3 separate regions of the Mus musculus genome follow, and all the other regions are linked to region 2. A link is a contact called in public HiChIP or PLAC-seq and promoter capture Hi-C data. All regions are on one chromosome and are shown on one strand. The core of a region is the stretch at or near the end of the contact, and the rest is flanking DNA. Distances in the headings are between cores, read along the strand shown.

Evidence for each region. HiChIP or PLAC-seq counts read pairs in DNA pulled down with a chosen protein or histone mark. Capture Hi-C pulls out chosen DNA fragments and counts their contacts.
Region 1: an H3K4me3 HiChIP or PLAC-seq map of embryonic hindbrain shows a contact between it and region 2, with 4 times the contacts expected there. The contact joins the promoter of Zfp629 here to the promoter of Sh2b1 in region 2. A contact is called at or near these places in 1 of 39 promoter capture datasets (liver) and 1 of 115 datasets of contacts at active chromatin or transcription factors (embryonic hindbrain).
Region 3: a contact with region 2 is called in a promoter capture Hi-C map of adipose tissue, with 2.5 times the contacts expected there. The contact joins the promoter of Fbxl19 here to the promoter of Sh2b1 in region 2. A contact is called at or near these places in 2 of 39 promoter capture datasets (embryonic stem cells and liver), 2 of 484 Hi-C or Micro-C datasets (CD8 T cells and uterus), 2 of 115 datasets of contacts at active chromatin or transcription factors (astrocytes and embryonic forebrain) and 2 of 9 other capture datasets (adipose tissue and liver).

The regions. Positions count from the first base shown.
Region 1 is chr7:127,613,262-127,616,660 of GRCm38.p6, forward strand. It overlaps Zfp629 (zinc finger protein 629), which reads right to left and starts at 2,011. Exons shown (of 3, transcript NM_001362196.1): 1 at 1,822-2,011.
Region 2 is chr7:126,473,118-126,476,441 of GRCm38.p6, forward strand. It overlaps Sh2b1 (SH2B adaptor protein 1), which reads right to left and starts at 2,013. Exons shown (of 9, transcript NM_001289541.1): 1 at 1,879-2,013.
Region 3 is chr7:127,744,821-127,748,261 of GRCm38.p6, forward strand. Fbxl19 (F-box and leucine-rich repeat protein 19) reads left to right here and starts at 1,955. Exons shown (of 11, transcript NM_172748.2): 1 at 1,955-2,317; 2 at 3,430-3,441.

The DNA.
Region 1 (3,399 bases), core at 761-3,260, 1.1 Mb after region 2:
GAGTGGGGGCAGTTTGCCATTCTCCAAGCACAGAGGATAGCCTATGGGTGGGAAGGGGAGTCTGAAGTCAGGGGCTCCTACAGGAGACGAAGGCAAGGAAAAGGGGAGCCTGACTCGGTGGCATACTTGGGAGATGGAAACCAGAGGATCAGAAGGTCAAGGTCAAGGTCAGTCCCAGCTACCCGAGACCTTGTCTCAAACAAAATGAAGGAGAAAGGACAAGCAAGGAGGGGAGGGAAGCAAGTGTGTAGAGAGCATAGGTGACTACCAGGTGTCTTCTTCCTTTCACTGCCTTGAGAGACTTAAGAGTCATTTGTCCATTTTACAGATTAGTAAGTAGACACTGGGGGAAATGTCTCCAAGGCCCCAAGGCGGGAAGTAACAGGGCTAAGACCACAAATTCCGCGTTCTGTGTTTGGCTTGCCCTGTGGCATGGGTTGACCTTGACAGTCACATGAGACTCCTACTTGTGGTCTCCTGGCAGGAGAGGAGGAGAGCTCGGAAGCCCGAGAATGAGCCAGAAAAGTGCAGGGAAGCCCAGTTCCCTCGGCTGCAAAAGTCAGACCCAGTGAGGAGGTCTGAGAGGCTGCGTCTCTGAGCTCTAGGTACGGATGTCCCCAAAGCCACCCAGACACACACCTGGGGACCCATCCTTCTGCCTTATTCTTTTTGTTGATGCTTCATCACACACCTAGGACAAGTACCCAGTAAAAACTCTGCTGGAGGACTGAGTGAGCTGGACACCTCATGCTCCCAGAAAGCCAGCCTATCTTGTTCAGTGTCTTTTAAGATCAGTTTGCAGATCGATGTCAGAAAAGTGACATAAGTTCGTCAGAGTGAGCCCCCAGGGGAAGGAGTCATATCTGTCACTCAAAATCCCGGGGGTGATCCCCAGGAGAGAGAACAGGGCTGCAGGAGGGCGCTGACATCTAACGGAATCCCTGGAATAATCTACCCTCGGGGTGACAGTGTGCATAGGTACTTTGTGCACAGGGACAAAGAGGACAAAGCTCACCAAGAGGTAGCTGGGGTGTGAAGCAGGTGAAGCAATGGACAGCTGACCAACTGCTAATGCAGCCGAGAAGTGAGTTAGCCATCCCCTATCTCTAAGTGTTTTTAGGGAGAGATGGGGGCCCCCCGGAGAGGAGAAGGTTACCCTGCTGAGCTGACCGAGAACAGGTAGGAGCTTAGATACTTGGACAGAGAAACTTAAAACTCAAGGGCCTACCGTAGAAGGGAAAGAGTTAATAACCAGGCCACATGCAAGAAGTAGCAAAGACTGCGAGGCGACTACTACTGGGAACCAGCCCAGGCCCAAGAGCGCCAGCCTCCTGCCCCGGACGACCCCCAGAGGACCGAGGCGGGAAGGACTGCCGGAGACGGCTGCCTTCCCGCGGAGGTGCGCGCGGCCCAGGGTGACCCTGACCAGGAGGCAGCGGGACCGCCCTCGACGCCGCCCCCCGCACCCCGGCGGACCAAGACTTGAGCGCCTCCGGCCGGGAGCACCCACCCTGTCCCCGGCTCCCAAAGCCCAGGCGAGCCGCCGGCGTTCCCTCCCCGCCGCGGACGCCCAGGCTGCCCGGCTCCGGGAGAGCGGCGGCCGCCTCGCCGCCCCCGGCCGGACTCGCTCTCTGGGCGCGCGCGCCTCCCCTCCCCCACGGCGGTCCCCGCGCGGTTCTCACAATCCCCCGGCCGCCGTCCCCCGCCGCCCCGGGCCCGGCCTGCGCCCCTCGCCCGTCGCCGCCTCCTTGGCCCTATTGTTCCCCGGCGGCTGTCCCGGGCCTCCAGGCCACCCCGGGAACCCAGGCGGCCCCAACTCACGGCTCTGGGGTCTGGGAAAAGCCGAAAGGCAGAGGCCAGCCCCAGGGGACTTAACCCCTTAAGTGCCCTGCCTCGGGGGACGGGCTAGATGCCGGGAACTCTAGGGTCCTTCTCAAGGGGTGATTCCAGGCTGAGGACCCGGGGACCAGTTCAGGGTGACTGGGACGGAGCAGGAAGTGACCCCAGCTTCCCGGGCCCCTCTAGCCTGGAGTCAGAACATCAGCTCTATGGGATTTAACCCTTTGCCTCCCACAGCCTGGGAAAAAATGAGGGGGTGGGTATGGAAGCAAGGAGGTGGCTGATGACGCCCCTCTCCCAGTGTCTAGTGGAATCACGGAAGATCAGCTTTTGGGGGAGCTCAGAGGCCGGCGAAGGTCTTCGGATTTCTGGCCATTCTCTCCAAAGACTCTGCCAGCCGCTCAGTTAAGCTGATCTCAGATTCGGCCGCCGCGGGTCCCCTGAGACCCGCCTTTGTTTGGACTCACCCAGGACTGGGGCTGGTATGCCTGGGTTGGTGATTAGGAGGTGAAAGCAAAGGTTGGGTGGGCTGACCTAGCGGTAAGAGCAGAAGCTAATGGGCCAGGCAAGGCTACCCAGCGCTACGGACCCTCTTACCCACCTCTCACCCCCCCACCGGTGGTCAGGTCTCCCTGGAGGAAGAAACTGACAAGGTAGGCAAGCATTACCCCTTCCCAGCAGCTCGGTGGTAAGGTATGCAACTCACTGCAGGGCAATCCTTCCATAAACTTAGGGAGCAAGAAGTAGTGGTGAATTCCTGTAATTCCGTTGCTTGGGAGACAGAGGCAGGAGGACCTGAAGGTTCAAAATATTCGTGGCCCACATAGCTCCAGGCTACCTAGCGAGACCCTGTTTCTAAACAAGGAACCTCACAGGGCTCCCAAACTGTTCCTGCTTGTGTCTCATTTTCTCCCCACCACATCCTGAGAGAGGACTTAGAATCATCCCCATTTTACAAGGCAAATTAATCAAGACATGAGATGTGAGGTAAAGTTCGAGGCCACAGTTTTCAATGAACCCAGGTGTGAGGAGACCAGAGTTGAACAATTGAACATTCTACCCTCAAAAAGTTCCATAGTAGCTAAGCACACCACCTGTAATCTTCAGCCATTAGTAGGCTGAGGCAGGAGAATCAAGAGTTGGACTTCAGGATCAGCCTGGGATGCACAATAGGACTCGTTTCAAACCTTAAATAAATAAATAAATAAATAAATAAATAAATAAATAAATAAATAAATTCCAAGCCCTGTATGGGAGTGAATAGCTGTGACTCTAGCACTGCAAGCTGACACAGGAAAATCACCATGAATTAAGACCAACCTAGGTGAATATATACTGGCTGGGTCAAACCCCCCTCCCCCACACATGTAGCAGATGTATATAGCTCGGTCTTCATGTGAGTCCTCCACAGCTGGATCAGGGGTTGTCTCTACAGCTTTTGCCAGCCTGTGGATTTTGTTCCCCTAACTGGGCTGCCTTGTCTGGTCTCAGTGGGAGAGGATGCATCTAGCTATGTTTGATGTGCCAGGGTGAGGGAATAGAAACAGGGGAGGCTCCACC
Region 2 (3,324 bases), core at 763-3,262:
ACTGAGTTACTGTAGAAGTGAGATTGAGTTATATCTCAGCCCAGGCCAGGGACTCCCCTCCAGGCTCCTCAGAGAGCAACAGGCGAAGAGAACTAAACTGTTTTGCCCTCTTCAAGATCAATAACCCTCATATACCCCAGGGATGAAGGATGCTAAGCCCAATCCTGCTGCCTTTGTCACCCCTCTCCCTGTTGTGGGACCCAGGAAAGGGCCTTGGAGCATCTTACCCCACAGGGGACTCTTAAGATCACTGCCATCCCTTCTCTAAGACAAAACCTTCCCTAACTATCACACATTTTAAGTGTGCCATTCCAGAGGGCTCTACAAGGTCATTTTACCTTTCCTTAGACAACTTACTAACCTCTTACAGATGAGGAAACGGAGATTCAAACAGAGATTCAAACAAGTTCCAGAACTCAGAGTCTACCGCATTTCCCACTGCACAGTTCTAGTCTCCAGGGATATGCTGGACCAGCCTCGACCACAGCTCCCACTGCTCTGTTCTCAGGGGACCAAAGGGTGCAGGGATTACACCCTTTAAAGACCTTGCATCATAGGTCCAATGAGTGGAAGTTGGACTGAAGGCTCAGTTGTCTTCGAAGCTGATCCTATAACCCAGCACTTAAGCCCTGTGGGAAGACTTGGATTGGCTGAAGGCCAATCTCTGGGTTGCCCCTACAGTCTAGGGCTGAGTGATAGCAGCGCTAGAGAAAAAGAGATGGTGTGTTGGGTCAGGACAAGTCTTTACTAGCCACAGAAGTAAGGCATCGCACGGAGCCGGGGCTCAGGAATTTTCACTCCCTGGGGAGTGTACCTGTGAGTTTTGGACTCAAGCCCCAGCTCAGTCCACCTGTTAGCTGTGTGAACCTAGCTTTTGTCTCTGTAAAACACAGTTACTAACCGCTACCTGCTACAGTTGTCAGGAGAAATGAAATGACAAGGAACATGTCTATGCTTTCCACAGTAAGCACACAAGACATCACTGCCACTGTAACTATTTTTTATGGGGGAGGACAGTATGATGGGTCCCATTTGCGCTCCAGAAAGGAAGCGCTTCTGCGGGTGCCCCAACTCTTACATCACAGCTAGAAAGTGACAGAGCTCCATATGTAATTTACAACCGGTGGCTCTTTGGTGAGTGGTCCTGCCCTATGATCGACTGAAAGGAGACACCTCTGGACGGCTCAGGAAAGTCTACCCAAACTATCAGTGATGCCAGCCTCTTCATCAAGCCTACAACCAAGCTGCAAGTCAGAGACCCCCCCCCCCTCCCCTTCCTCCTTGGCCTTTCCTACATACTCCGATGGCTCCAACCACAGGGACAACTCCAAACCAGGGAGAAGCAGCCAGGAGATGCGGGAGTCACAGAGCACAGGGGAATCGGGGCCAAGAGGCGCAGGCACGGCAGAGACAGTCCCCAGCCAGAGGCTACCTCGGCTCACACAGGCCCACCCAGCCCTCAGCACTACTGGCCGACCCAGCCCCCTTCAGGCCCGCTGACCCTGCGGTTCCTGGACTGGTGACTCAGTTTCTCTTCTGCCAAGACGGCTCAGTCACAGTTTTCCGGTGCACCTGCCTCTTGGCTTAGTTCTGACATTCCAGAAGGGCGGGTGGTGGAGGGTGCAGGCTGCGCTCCAGGTTCGGACCCTCCGGGCCCCGTGGTTAATCACTCGGACCCGATCCTAGTCGTTGGACACCCTCCACAAGCCCCTGGGCCGGAGCCTCCGAGGGACCAACTATCTGCTGCCCTCTCGGGAGCCGAGCACCCCTCCAGCCCCGAGCCCCCACGCCCACCCCCGCCCAGGCTTCTCAGACGACAGGGTCGAGTCCGGAGAGGAAAGAGGCACTTGAAGAGGGGGGTTCCGGTTCCGGTCCCACCTGCATCTCGGTCCCCGCGCTTAGCTCCGGCGGCGGCAGCGGCGGCGGCGGCGACGGCCGCAGCTCCCGCTCCCTGTGCCCCCCGCCTCCGCGACGGGCTCCCAGCACGCGCTTCTGCGCAGGCGCTGGGACGGGTTCCCCGACGCGGAAGGAAGCGACCATAGAGAAGAGCAGTAAGAAGGAGGGCACCTTCGTATTCACTTCCGCCATCGTTCTCGGCGCCGAGGTTTTCAGGAGCTACGCCAACACAGGTCTCACTAAGCTCCCGTGGCTTCGGCAGTTGTACCTAAAAGGAACCACTGAGGCAGCTGTGGGAAGGCGTTGGGTCCGTCATCCGAAGCAAATTCTAGACAAAGGCGAGAAGTTAACCATAGAGAAGCCACTTGAGCGGAGAGAGTAGCCGCCCACTAAAAGAAATCAGCGAGATGATAAAGCTCTTTGAAGAGCTGGCTGCAGCCTAGAGCGCCTGGCCCTGCATCGAGGGGTACACGGACACCGCCCCCAGGGATCTGGCGAGCGATGTAGCGGTGACCTTGGGAGGCCGAGTGGAGTGGGCGGAGCCTGAACTTAACGACCTTGGTCTTTTAGGGGAAAGGGACAAGGTGGTCCTGGAGGGCTCTACCTTAGACGGGAACTAAAGTTGGGACAGCAATAGTGAGGTCAGTTTTGGACATGCTTGCGGGTCATCAGTAGGTACATAGAGATAGAGCTTGAAGTTCAAGAGAGGCTTCAGGGCAAGTTAGAGGGATGACGAAGTAAGGTACAAAGTGCTGTTGAGACCTTGCGCACAAATACCTTCTAGCAACCCAAGCTCGCATTGATCCAGCGTCACTACAGCTGAAGTAATTGAAAAGGCCAGAGTAGATTGGGATCATTGACAGGGCCCAAAAGATTATGTCTATAGCTTGTCATCTGTGATTGTACTCTACTCGTGCGGTCGGTCGCTTTCACCCACAGAGGGGCTCTAGTCTTCTTGGTGTGGCAAGATGGTTTTCCATAGATTCAAATTTAAATCCTAATAGTTAAGCAACTCAGTGTAAGGAGTATCACTCTTTCTAAGATCATCAATAAAATTTTCAGAATTAGGCTAGTGAGATGCCTTTTCAGTAAAAGTGCTTGTGTTTTCTATGCAAACCTGATTAGCCAGAATTCCCTCCCCATAACCCACTGTGGAAAGAGAAAGGATGTTGGAAAGTTGGCTTCTGACTTAGAACATGGCACACACACCACACATGTGTGATACCCCCCCCCCATCACATACACATAAACAAAGTGGTAATAAAATGTAAATAAGTCACACTGCTGGAAAGAGAGCTAAGTGATTAAAAGACTAGCAGCTCTTGCAGAGGCCCCGCAACCACATGGTGGTTCAGAACTGACTATAACTCCAGCTCCAGGGGATCTGATGCCTTATGACCTCAACAGGGACACGTACATACACGCAGG
Region 3 (3,441 bases), core at 705-3,204, 1.3 Mb after region 2:
TTAGGTCTGATGACTTCCTACGGTGGAAAGGAGATTTTGTATATTCCAAGGTCGTCTTCCTTTGGTTCGCACCACGTGTAAGGTATTAATTTGCAAAGGTTTAAGATAGGAAGCATCGTGTGCGAGACGTCCAGTCTTTATAAGGAACAACAGCGTGGGTATACTTTTCGGAGAGAACCACGCCTCCCTTGTCGCGACAATATTGGTTATGGTTTGCGTTCTTTTAAAATATGAAATCTTCACGATCCGAAAAGGCGGACATTCTATATTCCCAGGTCACTCCGATGTTTCTCTCTCCCGCACTGATTCCCACAGGTGACATCAATTCTCCGCCACTGGAGAATGAAAACTTGGGACTACATTTCCCTGCAAGCCCTTTAGAAAAGGAGGCCAAGAGCAAAGAGACTTTCCGTTTCCGTCCGCTAGCAATTTGGCGTGTTCACGGTGATACATATTTCAACAGTAGCGTCCTTTCTCTGTACAACTAAAGCAGAGACTACATAACCCACCAGGTACCGGCACCGAGGGGCAAGCGACTAGGTTGCCATCTCTGTAGTAGTCCTCTCCTACACATCCGCCGAGAATAGTATTAGCGGTTGGACTACAAATCCCATAGCATCATGTGCTCCTTCACCCTCCATCTTTGTGGTAGTCCCCGCCCCGCTCACTTCCATTGTCTCGACAGAAGATAAAGAGGGGAGCGAGGAAGACTACAATTCCCGTCTGGCTTTGCATCATCGAGTGCGGGATTTTGATAGTTCAGGCGGGCGAGGAGCTCCAAGTGGTAGAATGAAGCAGCCAGGAAAGGTTAGGTATCCTGCCATCTTTACGGTAGTCTCTTTATCCTCCCGGTTCTGGCATTCTTAAAGGAACATAGGAAGGCTAGAAAACTACTATTCCCATCCCACTTCATAAGATCGACTTATTAGGTGTACGCCCCTCGATCGCCATCTTGCTTGTAGTCCTCGTTTCTTTTCACCTTTCCATTGTTCCTGATGAGTAGAAATGGCAGCGGGAAGGCAGCAGCTGGACTGCGACTCCCGTCAGGTACCACACGCGCGGAGGGTTGTGGACCAGAGGGCGTGTGAGTGCCTGGAAAGGAGGTCGGGTCGGGGGAAAAGGCCATCTTGCTTGTAGTCATTCTTCCCGCTCCTTCTCTATGTCCTGCTACGGGGAGTCTCGGGTCAACTGGACTATAATTCCCGCCATGCTCGGCTTCCAGCGTGGCATCCTTCTCGCCATCGTATTTGTAGTACCGGCTGGCCCTTGTGTCCCACTTTTCCCACGATAGTGCTAGAATTTGGAGAACTACAACTCCCGTCGTGCTTTGCACGCGCTCGTCCTGGAAAGTAAAGGTGGTGAAGGAAGGAGGGAGAAGGGGGCGGGGTTCCTCTGGGAGAAGGAGGGAGTAAAAAGGAGGAGGAGGTGGGAAGAAGGGAGGGAAGAGGGAGGAGAGGAGGAAGGAGGAAGGAGCTGAGGAGGGATGAGAGCGGCGACCTGGGCCCAGGGCCGAAGCAGCGCGAGGCTAGGGGAGTAGGGGTGCTAAGACATCCCAACTGCCCCCACCCCCTTCCTGCCTCTGCCCCATCCTTTCCTTATACCCTCCCATTTTAGGAGTGGATTTATTCAAATTTTATTTAAATCTTTATATCTTGAGGGTCGCGCGTTTGAAGGGGGGAGGGCGGGGGCGCGTGCAGGCTGGGGGGGGCGGGGCCGGAGCAGCTTCCTTCACCCCCCTCTGCGCGCCCTGTCTCTGTAGGTCAGGGGGCCGCAGTACAGGGGCGGACCCAGGGGAGGGGGGCAGGTTGCAGCGACCCCCCCCTCCCCGGGAACCGGCGGTGGGCGGGGTTTGAACCCCGGAAACGGTGGGGGGCCCCTGGTCTTTCCCTGGACCCCTGGGCAGTTGGAGCTGGGAAGGGGCCAGTTAAGGGTCGGGGGCTTTGGGGAAAGGTGGGGGTGGGGAGCTGAGACTCATACCCGGGACTGAGTGGGGCCCGGGCAAAAGCTGAGCACCCTGCGCCCGAGGAGCCCCCGTTGGCCTGGGGGGGCTGAGGGACTGAGCCCCCCAGAGCAGGACCTCCCCCTGGAAGGGCCGCGCCGCAGCCCGTGGGAGGGCCTCGCCCCCGGCGCTCCCCATCTCCACTCGCTGCTGTCCCGGCCTCCGCCGGAGGGAGGGGCCGAGCGCCCTCGGGGGGCCGTGGACCCCGGCGTTCTGAGCGTTCAGCGCCCCGCGCCGCCCGGCCCCCCCGCCGCCGATGGCCGCCGACCCGCCGGGAGCTGCCGAGAAGGGAGAGATGGCTCCCGGGACACGTGTGAGGTGGGTTCATGCGGCTCCTCCTCACCCCCAGACCTGGGCAGCTCCCACTCCCATTCATCCTCAGCCTGGCCTCTCCCTTCCTTCCCCGCCCCCAGCCTCACCCTCCCTTTGCTCCAAACTCCTTCTCCAACCTTCTCTCCTATAACCTCCAACCCCAGGGAAGTGGCCTTCCTTCCCCGACCCTGCTGCCCCTTGCAGACCTCCCCCTCCACCCCGCCTCCAGTCGCCGCCCTCTAGGCCCCTCCCCCGGAGTGCTGGAGGGCCCCATACCCTGTGGATGGTCTGGAAGTCCTTGGAAAGGGAGAAGCCTGGGGGAAGCAGGTCTAAGACTGATTGGGAAGAGACCCCCCCAGGCTTGCTGAGTCCATGTGGGATTTCAGAGGATCTGGTTTCCAGGGGCAGGAGAGCCCCAGGGATTCCAGACAATTAGGGATGAAAAGCAGGCTGGTAAGATGTGAATGGGGGCGGGAAGACCTAAAGCCGAGCCCACCTTGAATTTTGTTGAGATGTTAGGGCAACTTGTAGAATCCTAGGGAGTCTGGGAGATTACCCAGATTGCCTGAGGGATCCTATTGGATAATTTGGAGCCCCCAAGGACTTGTGTGTGGGCTGAGAGGGGACACTAAGCATTTCAGGGGTGTCAGCCCGGGGAAGTGGAGAGCACACACTGGGTCACTAGAAATGGAGTGGGTCTGGCTAGAGTACCAAGGTTTGAAAGGTTTGGATGACTAAGTACCCACGTGAGAGAAGGGAGAGGGGAAAGAGTGTGGTGCATGCCCCTGGAATCTGGAGGTAAATCAGTGAGGGAATGGGGGGTGTGGGTAACAACAGGTATGAGTTGAAGCTCCCTCAGGTAATGCTACAGATCTGAAGCCTTTTCCAGGAACCTGGGCTTGGGATGTTAGAGGAGGGGCCTCAGTGTCCCTCCTTCCAGCAGGCGGGAGGTCTTGAGGGAGTGGCCCTCTGCTCAGGACACACACTAAAAGGCTGACCTTCTCTGAGGGTAGAAACAGAAGCTCTGCCCCCATCAGAGGTGTAGTGAGCTTGCGGCCAGGAGACTCTCAGGCCAGGCTTTGCAGGCCTCTCTGACCTTACCAACCATCTGCCTACAGCCCTCGGCGTTG